2 separate regions of the Triticum aestivum genome follow, and region 2 is linked to region 1. The links are chromatin contacts, called in public Hi-C maps. All regions are on one chromosome and are shown on one strand. Each heading gives the region's core, a stretch centred on a gene start, on an enhancer-like site or on the middle of the called end of the contact. The rest is flanking DNA. Distances are from core to core; before and after follow the strand shown. Region 1 holds the start of LOC123052719 (extensin). Region 2 holds the start of LOC123052723.

Region 1 (6,339 bases), core at 1,784-4,283:
GGCAATGGCTTCATCTTTTGTTGGCGGAACACCACGTGTCAATGAGTGATCTGCTTGCACGCGTGGTGTAGCTTGCGCATGATCTCGTGTTTTTGGTTTGAGAACATAGACAGGCTCGTAGTCTTGATCGTAGGTTTGTTGATGAACAACTTTAGTCCAGCTTTCAATGTAGCCAGTGTCCGTGCCATTAGCAGCTTCATTTTCTACCTGTGTTAACAAACATTTATATTGTTCTTATCAAAATACTAGTTAATTAACAGACAGTTATTTGTATTCAAGTAGCGAGCAATATGTCAAACTAAAAAAATAAGTGTACACTTTAATGGCATGGGGAGAGGCAAACTTGCATGTGCACAAGGGGAGCTATGCACTAGTGTTAGGTCCAATCGTTTTTGTGTTTTACCTCACTCGTCTCTACGATTGGTTCCAGCATGCTTGTGTGGTGTCATTGTTTATGCATAGCAGCACGCATCATATGTCCATGATGCGGTACACTGCTCTCATCACCCGGTGTTGATGGTGGTGGGTATCTTGTAGTTTGTCGTACCTCTGGCTTCAACATGTACACTTGCTCATATTTTTCTGGGTAATGCGGGGTGTCGGTCTGAACAGTCCAGCAGGTAATCTCATCACCGTCTGTGGTACCAGCATTTCTTAGTTCTAGGCTTTCTTCCACAGTTGATATGTTTATCTGTAAGTGCACAAAATAAAAAACATACAGTTAACTGCCGGCACACCGAATGCTAACTGAGCATGGGCAAAAAGTAAATTAACATCCAACTTTTGTTTGATAGCTGTTGGCACAATCCAATCCTAATCCTAACTGAGTATGGATAAACAGTAAATTAACATTAACTGTTGGCACAATCCAATCCTAACTGAGCATGTGCAAAAAATATTTTTCAGTGCTCAAACCTTGTTTGATAGCACGGGCAAACAGTGGGAAATAGTTAACTACATTAATTAGTACTACTTTCGGCAGTTATGTCGTAACACCCAGCCTGGTCGAATCATTGAGCAGTTATGCATAGAGAAGATGGTAGTTATGTAAAGGGGTTATAGCTGTTATGTTCATAGTTGAAGCAAAAAGCACCTGAGCTGAATCAGAGAGAGGAGGTCGCCGTCGTCCAGCAGCTCCACATTGCGTGTGAAAAGGGCCGAGTGGGTTCATCTGCGACACAGGCAGCTTCCGCTTGTTCCCCGGAGCTTCAGATCGGATGACTGAGACGTTTTTGACACGAGACAGTCGGGATGCCAGCGGAATCGTACCAAATCGATCTGTTGATTTCGTCGTCTTCATCCTCGACGAGGGGCCAACAGTTGCAGCAGTCTTCTCACTTGATTCCATCTGTGGCAGGGAGAAGCTACAGTCAGACCGGGTTGAAACTGGTCGGCGCTGCCGCCGGGGCGGGGGAGAAGCTCCGCTGCCGCCGTCGCTCACTCGCGCGAGGCAGGGAGAAGCTACAGTCAGACCAGGGCGAAACTGGTCGGCGCTGCCGCCGGGGCGGGGAGAAGCTCGGCTGCCGCCGTCGCTCGCTTGCGTGAGGCGAGGAGTAGCTACAGGTTAACCGGGGCGAAACCGCCACCTCCGTCGCCCGCTCCCTCGCTCCGGCTACCGCCGTCGCTCGCTCACGGGCGTCGTCTCTTACCTGTAGCTACCGGTGGTCGGTCGTGTGGTTGGTTGATCGAGATCAGTCAACGATTTTGATTTGTAGCTTCCTATATATATACATATATATGGAAAATCCATCCTAGTTAACCCACATGTCTCATATACTATAATGGAATAGTATATATACTACTTTATCTAAATATGTTCATACAATATATTTAAAATATTTTAAAGCAAGTTTCATGAAAAAAATCATATGAGCCCATAGTTTTGTTATATTCGCGAAATACGTACCAAAAAATATGTACTCAAAATATGGCACATACTAACTAAAAAATAATATATGTACTACATAAACATTATTATATACTACATACTGCACGGGCGTCGTCTCTTACCTGTAGTTGCCGGTGCTTGGTCGTGTGGTTGGTGGATCGAGATCAGTCAACGATTTTGATTTGTAGCTTCCTAATACAGGGGTTCCTAAATACGCTTATTTACGAACTCTAGAGAGGTTTCTAAATAGTCCCGCCCCGGTGGTAGTTAACCTATATATATAGGGAAAATTCATCCTACCACCTGGTGGTAGTTACCCTACATATCTCATATATACTACCATGTGATACTATATATACTATTTATTATTTTAGATATGTTTATATATTATATATATATATGGGACTGGGCTATTCTGTTACTACTAACAGAATATTACTCTGTTACCCCTGTTACTAGTAACAGAATAGCCCAGTCCCATATATATATTCGTCACCCTGGGTGATGAATAGTTATTCTTCACCCACCTTTATTTTATCATCTATGCACCGTAATTTTACGTTTCGTAAATTTTGTCTTATTTTAGACATAAAAAGAGAACGGAAGAAAACCTACATTCATCGTAATGTTTTTTTTATGTTATGTAAAATTACAAATGTAAAAATATAGTGTAAAATGTACATAAAATACAATTTTTGACCTATATTTTTTTTGTTATGCCAAATTTTATGCAGTAAATCAATATGAATGTAACTATTTGTATTTCAAATGTAATTTTTATGAAATGATCATAAGATTACCAGGATGAAGAATAACTTATTCTGCACCCTGGGTGATGAAATGATCAATATGAATGGCGGGCTGGGTGATATATATATATGGACTGGGCTATTCTGTTACTAGTAACAAAATATTACTCTATTACCCCTGGACACTATAAGGCCTTATACAATGGGAGGTGCTTAGGATAGATGCTTAGAAAAATAAACCAAGATTTTTTTAAGCACCGGTGCTTATTTATAAAAAATAGACGCTTAACTAAGCGTCTCTTCTATAGAAATAGGCACAGAGAAACCCGATTTATTTTTCTGAGCACATCGCCTCAGCATCTCCCGTTGTATGAGACCTAAGGACCTGATCTCTAGTTTCCGGATCGGTGGCACGTGAAGAAGCACCCATCCCGCCGGATGACCCACTCCCGACCCCCGCCCCAATCTCACCTTCTCTGGCTAGATCCCGGCGGCGCCCCGGCCCCCACCTTTTCCCTTGCTGAATCCCGATGCCGCCCAGCCCGCCACCTTATCCCCTGCTGGATCCCGGTGCCGCTCCGCCCCCACCCTCTTCCTGGCTAGAGCTCGGCATCGCCCCGCCCGCCACCTTCTCCCCGGCTGGAGCCCGGCGCCGTCCCGCCCCCCACCTTCTCCCCGGCTGGCTCATGGCGCCGCCCCGACCCCCACCTTCTTCCCGTCTGGCACCTGGCGCCGCCCCCTGCTTCCACCCGCCATCGCCACCACCACCTGCTTCCACGGTTCCACCCGCCACCGTCCGCCCCCTGCTTCCAGCCACCGCTGCCCCTCCGCCTTCTTTCGCTGGTGGACCAACCTCGCTGCCGTGCTACACGGTCAAGGTCGCGCGGGAGACGTCGTCCCTAGCCCAGCCGATGTGGCCCGGCACCCTGACCACCGCCATGCCCCTGCGCCTTGACTATCGCCGATGTCCAACGCCACGGTGCCTCCCATGGCGGCCGTTCACTGCCGCCACCCTGGGCCGTTCAACAACACAGCGCCGAGCCGTTAAACGCCGCAGCTCTACCACCATTCGCAACTCCGACTTTCATGGTGTGTTTCTGGAGGTTCAGTTTTTTCAGTGTATGTTTTGTACGCTTTTCAGTTCACCTACTTAACGAATGCATGTCCAGTTTCCTCTCTATTTCCCCATGTCAATTGCTGAAATATTGCTGGCCGGTATGTTTACTTATTACCATAAACCTTTATGCATCACTTTCAAGCCCTCAGACCATTTTATTTCTCTGGCATAATTTCCTTAACGAATGTCGGCCAGTATGCTTTTCTAGAGGTTCAGTTGCTATTTGCTGATCGCTGCATATTTGCATAAAAGCTCTGAAAAAGTTCGGTCAGAATCCCCTAGATGGTTCGAACGCCAGACCCTGGTACGTTCACCTTGACAAAACCTCATCTTATTCCTATTTTTTGCAGGTTGCAGCAAGAACAAGATGCCAAAGTAAAAGTCTCCAAAAAAGCCTAATCTTTGCATCTTTCGGTACTCACTCAAGTGAAGTCTCGATTTCTTCTAAATCTGAAGTTCAAGTTCTCTGAAACATTTGGCAATAGTTCGGCGAAAAGGTTTACCTCAGTACAAAAGTAAGGGTACCTTCTGTGTCTTCTTCTGAACCTACGTTTTCTGAACCAAATGTATCTGCATTTTAGCTCCGTATGTGAAATATCCTTAGGAATATACAACAATAGTATAGTTCAATGTCCTTTGAGGAATCTAAAAATCTTTCAACAATGTTACCCAAATAAATAACGACAATGACTAAACTGGAGGATTTACAGTAGTTACGAGCAGTTGATGCAGGGCGGCTCGAGATCCTTACTCCATCTCGTGGTGTGCAGTTTTGTAATTGTGTGCTTCAAGAGTTAATTTAATAACAATTGTATTCAAAAACTTTGTTTCTTTACCCAACCAAATTCTGAACATGTTTCTACTTTCTGCAGGTCCTTGTTGGGATGAGAGGGATGACTAGAATGCTCTGGGAAATATCTTTACTTGACCCAGAGGCGGTATGCTTTTATTGATCTCCTTTGTAGTGCTATGGGTGCTGTAATAAGAGCAAATTACATATTAACTTGTATATCTAGGAATACTGTGTGGACTAGAAAATGTATTATTTTAGTATCTTGAGATCTTCAGTCAAGTTTGTGTGCCCAAGCTGAGCTTAATTTGTCCATGTACAGTAATAATTAGTGTGTTAGTTGTGCATTGCAGAGTTTTGATAGAATTGGTACTTAGTTTGGTTTGCGATATTTAAACTTATCCATCACTGTATATCTATGTTGATGCTTGTAATTTAACTTTGTGTTCCTGGGATTCGTTTTAGAGGTCTCTATTCCAGAGTGCGAGAGGGATTGGTGTTAAATGTCAAACTTATGTTTGCGTGTGCAGTTGTACTTGGTAAGATGTATACTGCACATCAGTGTAGTAAGAGAAATAAAAAAAATTGCAGCTAATTATTTAGATGTTAGATTGTCTAGTGGTTTTTTTCCACAGATATTGCAAAAAAAGATCTCACTTTCTTTTGCACTTAGTTCATGTGATCAATTGTGATAAGTTCGGAGAAGTTTATAATACCTCCAAAGGACTGAGAATTTTGTTCTTGCGTCAAGTGTCACTACATCTGTTTTCATAGATTATGTTCAGCACAGTGCGTTCCTTCTGTGTTTGGCACAAGTCGATGCTCACCCTGTATTGTCCTATTTCTTCCTGCTCACAGCATGTATTGCATCTTATTTGCCAGTGACAACAATTTTTACACATGTAACAACCCCACATTTTTTATATGACACAACACTTTGGGTTGGCTAAATTTAGGTGAATGCTCTCTTCTGACTTCAACCATAACTAAGAATCTTGCTAATAGGTTGTATTTCGAATCGAGAGTGCTGATGATTGCCAGTGTTGCTGCTTGTACTCACCCCTGGTCACGTCTCTGGCTTACTGATTCATTTCGCCCCTGTTCAGTTAGAGTTATCTGTATCTATAATGAACAGTCGCCACCAAATAATTAGTGGACTGACCAACCAATATTGTTTCTGGGTATTGATATTGTCTCTCGGTTGTCTATGAGTGATGCTACCAAAGAATCTGGCGACACTTAGACCGCAGTCTGTTGCACCACCACCACCACCATCGTAAAATTGGGTGCAGTCTAGCCTTTTATTCTTATGCTTGTGAGAACTTGTTCAGTTTGCATGGGAAAACATATTCTATTCCTGTTGCTCTCAAGTTGTTTGTTGACATGCCTATAAGAACTGACATTGTGCAATTTTCTCTGAACATATTCATAGTTTAACCAATTCAGTGCAAGTTTTGATTCTGAAAACTGACATTGTGCATCATGTACTGATCCATTTTCAACTGTGGATGTGTTTAAAAAAACTGATGTTCAGCATGTACTGAAAATGCCTTTAAAACGAAGAGTAAATAGCATCAGTGAGTTCTAGTACCTATATTGCAAAAGTTCATTGACAAAAAAATATCAGTACAGTATGGTGCTTCGGTTAGAAGATCACTGATGCCATTCGCTTCATACTTTCTCTGTTGTTTCAACTTTTATAACCTTTTCGTCTGTAAATTCCGCATCTTTTCTTGTTTACAGATTACAGACTATACACATGATACTTTTACTGGGACCAGAGTATTACTTACAG
Region 2 (6,339 bases), core at 2,819-5,318, 520 kb after region 1:
GTACGAATACTGCCCATGGCAACTACTACAGAAAAATTTGCCATGGTAACTACTCATGAAAATTCTGCACATGGCAATTAATGCAGAATGTTCCCATGGCAACTACTACAGAAATTTGCCGTCGCAACTACTCGTAGCAATTATGCCCATGGCAACTACTCCCAGAATGTTGCCACACAATTACTATGGCGGTCGAAATTCTCGCAACTACTATGGCATGCCGAGCTCTTGAAACTCCGGCAAACTCGATCTTAAAGTTTACCATGACAAACTCAATCTTGGGTTACCCATAGCAAAGACATCTTAAAAAAGAGTTGCCTTGATCCCTGACCTAAGAGGACATACAACCTATGACAGCGTGATTTCTCCTTAGAAAATCATGGCAATTTTGCCATGACAAGAAAGTTGGGACATGGCAAAAATGTTGAAAACATGGCAAAATCAACAATACTAACAATTTGTTGTTCTCCTAAAAAGACATGGCAAAATTGCCATGGATAATCAATCAACACAGGGCAACAATTTTCCTACGTTTTCAACCAAATCAATGAGCTTGTGAATTCAAACCGTTTCATTCTACGTATGAATCATCAACACAGCTAGGTAATTCATCAGAAAAACACTGCTGTAATTAGTTACTGAACTGATTCAAAGTTCAGATCAAGGGACGAACCGAGTGGCAACAGGGGGAGGAGGGCGTAGCGTGCGTCGGTGGAGGCTGCGGAGCAACTCGTCGACAGTGGCCACCGCCTCTCCTGTCCCGGACAGCAACGGGGGACGGCGCCCCTCTCCCTGAAGCCCGCCACCGCCCCGCGGAGTTCCTAACCCGGACAAATGAGCCATGGCGGCGGCTGCTATTGCGGCCACCACCTCTCCACCTCGTGCGCCGACGCTCCTGTCCCGAACGGCGCCGGAGGACGCGGACGGCGCCCCTCTCTCTCAAGCCCGCCACCGCCCCGCAAAGGAGCTCTTGACCCGGATGGCGCCGGCGGCTGGATATCCGCACGAAGGAGCCATGGCGGCGGCGGCTGGGATGAGGAGGTGCGGCCCCCACCTCTCCACCTCATGCGCCGCCGATGCCGTCATTGAGGTCGAGGAGGCGCCATTAGGGTAGTGCACGCGGGGGCATGGAGCTTGCGCGGCGGCGGGGTAGCTCGGCGGCGACGGGAAGAGCGGCGTGCCGCCTGGAGCTCAACCATACAGGGAGTCGCGATATGGCCGGCGGCGCGTATCGAGCTCCCTGAGGTGCTGACGCCGCCGAGTTCCCCCTCTTCATGCCGCGGCACCGCCCAGCTCCACGCCGCCTCTCTCGTCTCTCCGCCGCGGCCCCCCAACCTCCGCCTTGCAAACTGCCATCACCTCGCCATGGAATCGCTGGGAGACACCGGATTTGAGAGAGGGGGAGATATAAATGGGGAGGGAGGAAGACGAGAGAGGAAGCGAGGTGGATAAGGTTGGGGTAGCTCGGGTCATCCGGTGTAACACGATTTTGGAACGCACGACAGCAACGGATTACGTGGCGCTGGCTTTGTTTCAAACTTCGTGCTATTTGATCCAATGGTTATTAGGGCGTTTGGACCAATTGTCTTCGTGCCACACGTGTGGGCATTACCATTTAGGTAAGCTGGAGCTTTAGGTACTACTTCAAGAAATATAGTCCAATAGGACCACGGAGGTGTGTCCCAGTAGAGTGAAAAAATATCCTCTACCTTATGCCCTATGTGTTAGTTATTTATATAGGGATCTCTGATTCAGACCCTAGATTGCATAGATGCTGTTAGTATGATTCAGTAGGAAAGTCTGCAGTGATTTGAAAAGCTACTCTTGATAACCATGTAGTATCTCATCATGCTCTTCCTTCAAAGGGATAACAGTGCCTTTCACAGTATATTCTCCTGGATAGTTCTGTCCTAGTTCTAACATTGGAATATGGTAGATTGACCTCTGAATCAAATTAAGGTTTCTAGACCCTTTCGCATTGTTACGCCATCATCCATCTGTATGCTAAATATTCCAAGTGAAACCATTCAGTAATTATTCTTATATATGTTGCCATGTTGCTACAAGTTCGTAATTTGATGAAATCACGCCACTGTTCCATTAGTTACTACCTAAGAGATTGTTGCTTTCTTTATTTTCTACCATCTGAACCTGACTAAGAGAAATAGTTATTTTCGAAGTTGATAGCATGTTACATTAATCATTTACACTATTTGACTCATGGAGAGAATATGATCCTGTTATTCACCTGAATATCATTCCTACCAGCTGATTTTAGGACATATTCAATCATCATGGCTGATTTCCTTTCCCCTTAGCAGTTGCTTAGAGAACAACTGAACAAGACTGACTTCATTTGATGCATTATATACATATATACATACCTCTAAAACCAAGCATGTTGAGACTTTTTAAATATACACAAGAAAATGCATTGTGGGCATTGCAGTGTCTAGCTCAGAAAGTGTCATGGCGGCAACTTTTGCCGAAGATAAACCAACAATTTAGTAGTAAAGGAACCATCCTTTGTCCTTATGCATGGAAGAAAAAGATCATCTAATCGGTAAAACCAAACAAAGAGGATTCATCAATTATATAAGAAACTACATAGCTGCCTACGAGCAATGCGAGGCGTGCCGCCGCACATAGCATGGCCAGTAAGACCCTATTTATGGACTCTATACGTGCCAACTACAAGCATGGCTGGCAATAGTAACCACATCAATTAAGCCATAACCGAACCTGATCTAAGGACATGTATCAATGTTACATTCCGCTATCAATTGAGATCTTTGAACAGACTATAATAAAACAACCTCACAATCATGCAAAAATACAATGAGAAATTAAATTAAGCATCAAATATATCCCTGCAAGACACAGATAATACTAGCAAGTGGATACAGGGAATAAACAGTACGGCATCTTGATTCCCAAACATATCAGGATCCAATAGTCTTATGAGATTGTCCCTACCCGTCCACCATTTAGAGGCACCTACACCCCCAGAGCATCAAGCTGACACCACATATTGGGTTACTAAATGAGCGAACATATTAAGGCATTGACTTTTTTTTCGTATTAGCAGAACAATTTTCCAATATTGTTCATTCAACAGTGACATTCCAATTTGATCCAAAAAATCATTTAAACTGGTTTCCAGATGAAATCCATTAAATATCCATATTCATACAACAAAATAACAAATCGACCAGCTAAAACACAAACAACTACTGCGTTCATTTACGTAATGGTCAACATAAATTAGAAAATTATATATGCATAAAACGGTACTTCCTCGGTTCCAAATTATAGCCTAACAAAACGTCTTATAATTTGGGACGGAGGTAGTACATAGTTCAAGGATCAAGCAGGAAAATAAAAAATAATAACAAGAAATCGATAATTAGTAGGAAACACAGAGTAGATAGAATAGGCAAAAAATTGCAGCATAGATCGCGTTAAATGAAAGACTCAACAGAAACAGCATGAGCAAAACACAAGACAGAAAGAAAGATCTAGCATCCGTGACGAAATTAGGTGGGGGAAAACGCGTTGCAAGGAAGCCTCCAAAGGAGAGGACACGGAGAGGGCGCACCTTCTTGATGACGAGTGGGCCCAGGAAAACGACGGCGGCCGCGGCGGCGCCGGCGAGGAAGATCCCGAGTACGGCGACCTTCGCCCACCAACGGATCGCGCGGCATCGCAGCAGTCTTGGGCACTCCCCCTCCTCCTTTACCGCCTCCTTGATAGCGTCCACATCCTCCGGGATCCTCATGTACTCTCCGCGTCCGCATCCGGCACCGCCACTGGCGGCCCCCGACATTCCCATGGGCCGGACGCGATCAAGCGAGCATGCCCAAGGGGACACCCCCCCGGATTTATTGGGTGCCTAATTGGTCCGCGCAAAGCCAAATCTGGCTCGAGCTGGGCGGATTTCCGGGGTGCTATGTGCGATTGAGGAGCGCTAGGGTTTGGTTTCAGGGAGGGGGAGGAATTTATGAGGAGTAGGAGGGAGGCAACGGCATTGGAGCGGACTCGGTTCTGGTGGGCACTGGAGGCAGGGGAAACCGGAATATTTTTATTTATTTTTTAAATTGGAAACCGGAATAATTGTGTGGGTATTTTGACAGCCTCCCCTTACCCATTGTACTAGAAGATACCCGGCGCGTTGCTGCGGACACACATGTTAAACTGTAAGCTTCAATAAACATCTGAGTCAGTAAGAATACATGTTGTGAAAACACATTTTAAATTGTAAGATCCACTAAACATCTGACCCGATGAGAGCATATGAAAAAAAGCAATTACATCTTTATTTATTTATTAATACTACATGGAGATTCAGACATCAGGGATACACATACATGAAACTGGCTACTGGTGTATGTATGCACCGACAAATTGTTTATAAATCTGAATTACACCAGCTATAATTCTCAATATACAATATATACGCTAAGAAAAATAATTAATTAGTTAATCTAGAGGGCTGTTGCCTTCGATATATTTTGTTCGAAACAATACGCCGGGAAGCAAGGAAATCACTCAAGAAATTCGTAAAGATTGTTAATTGGGTTTCCAATAATAAGAAATTTGATTACACATTGCAAAGAATAAAAGAGATCCAGAAATATTAACTGTTAATGGTATAGCCTTGGATGCAACTGTATATGGGAACAACCAAAAAAGGTAAATGACACTAATATAGTAGCTAGCGGAAGAAAATATAGCTTTTAAGATATTGTGCATTTTTCATCTGTCAGTGAACATCCATGCAAAAATAAAATAAAATAGAAAGTGAATATGCGCTTACCAATAGAAGATGCCTTGTCTAACGGGCTATATTAAAAGTTGAGTAAAGAACGCCAGCAAGAAGTGTATTAGCATAGCAACCACTTCATCTATGCAATTGTCCTTCCGCTGCATCATCACAAAGGAGTGTGTTAGCATAACAGTCAGAATTAATACAGTCAACAAAGGGTGCACATGAAAACTACAGGAGAAGATCGGCATTCATTGAAAAACATGAAGAAACAAAAACTCTTAGTCCCCTTGCTAGAGAAAAGGAGAATAAGATGGGATTACCATGGACTAACCAAACTATGCCAGGTCACTCAGATCTACCAATTTGTGTTGAACGCCGACAAAAAATACAGAGAAGGAGAGATAGTGGAGGTCAAAACGGAGAGATGTTGCATGTGAAAGAAATCAGAAGGAGAATACAGAGGAGGAAAGCGACTGCAGCTGTAACACCCCGGATGTAACTTTCCATAGTTGTAACTCCAACTCTTGCCATTTTCGGCTATGTGTTATGATATTCCCTCTGTGGTTGGGTTTTGTTTTTTGTTTTGCATTTTGTTCATGTCATGTATCTCATATCATGTCATCATGCGCATCTCTTTTGCATATGTGTTCGTCTCATGCATCCGAGCATTTTCCCCGTTGTCCGTTTTACAATCCGGCACTCCCACATGCACCGGCGCACCCATCTTGTTTCTTTCCGTGAGCGGGTGTTAAACGTTCTCGGAATGGACCGAGGTTTACCAAGTGGCCTTGGTACACCAGCGGTAGACCACCTGTCAAGTTTCGTTCCATTTGGAGGTCGTTTAATGCTCCAACGGTTAACCGGGTAACCGCAAAGTCCTTTTGTGTGTTGCAGCAAAAAACCCCTCCAAACAGCTCAATAACCCATCTAAGTCATCTCCATGCTCTCGGTCGTTCGATCACGATCGTGTGGGCGAAAACCGCACTCCATTTGGAGTCTCTTAGCTCCCTCTAGCTATAAATAGGTGATCCCCAAAAAAATTTCGCAGATCAAACCCTAGTCTTCTTCCATCCCGCGCCGCCGGACACGTCCGGTCCGGCCGGACGCTTCCCCGCCGCCGCGCCCGTCAAATAGGACGCCGCCACGTCACCGCCGCCGGCAGCCCTCTCTCCTCCGCCGCCCGGGCCCGCGGGGCCCGTACGCCGCCGCCCGCGCCTGGGAGCGCCCCGTCGCCCGGGCCCCGGCTCTCCCTCCGCCGCCTTCGCCGACCGCCGCCGACCGCCGCCGTCTCCGCCGGCGCCCGCGCCCTCGACGCCGCCTCCTCCGGCGACCCGACCCCGCCGTCGCCGCCTCCTCTCCCCCGAGCTCCTCTCCTCTCCAGCCGCCGCGGCCGCCGTCTCCTCCGTCTCCGGCGACCAGCCCCGCCTCGATCCGCGCCGGCCCGATCCAGATCTGGGAGGGTTGACTTCTCCCCCCTCCCCGAAATTCTCCAAGTCCTGAAAAATATTGCATTATGTGCTCATGTTCATCGCATCATATCTCATCGCATACTGCTCTGTTTTGCGTGCATG

Evidence for each region. Hi-C and Micro-C count contacts between places; a contact is called where the count stands out from the background.
Region 2: a Hi-C map of leaf shows a contact between it and region 1, with 2.7 times the contacts expected there. The contact joins the promoter of LOC123052723 here to the promoter of LOC123052719 in region 1. A contact is called at or near these places in 2 of 5 Hi-C or Micro-C datasets (both in leaf).

Annotation. Positions count from the first base shown.
Region 1 is chr2D:259,460,242-259,466,580 of IWGSC CS RefSeq v2.1, forward strand. LOC123052719 (extensin) reads left to right here and starts at 3,034. Exons shown (of 3, transcript XM_044476041.1): 1 at 3,034-3,756; 2 at 4,105-4,269; 3 at 4,627-4,957. The coding sequence starts at 3,168. The coding sequence ends at 4,133. It overlaps LOC123052718 (protein FAR1-RELATED SEQUENCE 5), which reads right to left and starts at 1,689. Exons shown (of 8, transcript XM_044476040.1): 1 at 1,094-1,689; 2 at 404-691; 3 at 1-207.
Region 2 is chr2D:259,979,873-259,986,211 of IWGSC CS RefSeq v2.1, forward strand. LOC123052723 reads right to left here and starts at 4,069. Exons shown (of 4, transcript XM_044476045.1): 1 at 3,599-4,069. The coding sequence starts at 3,832.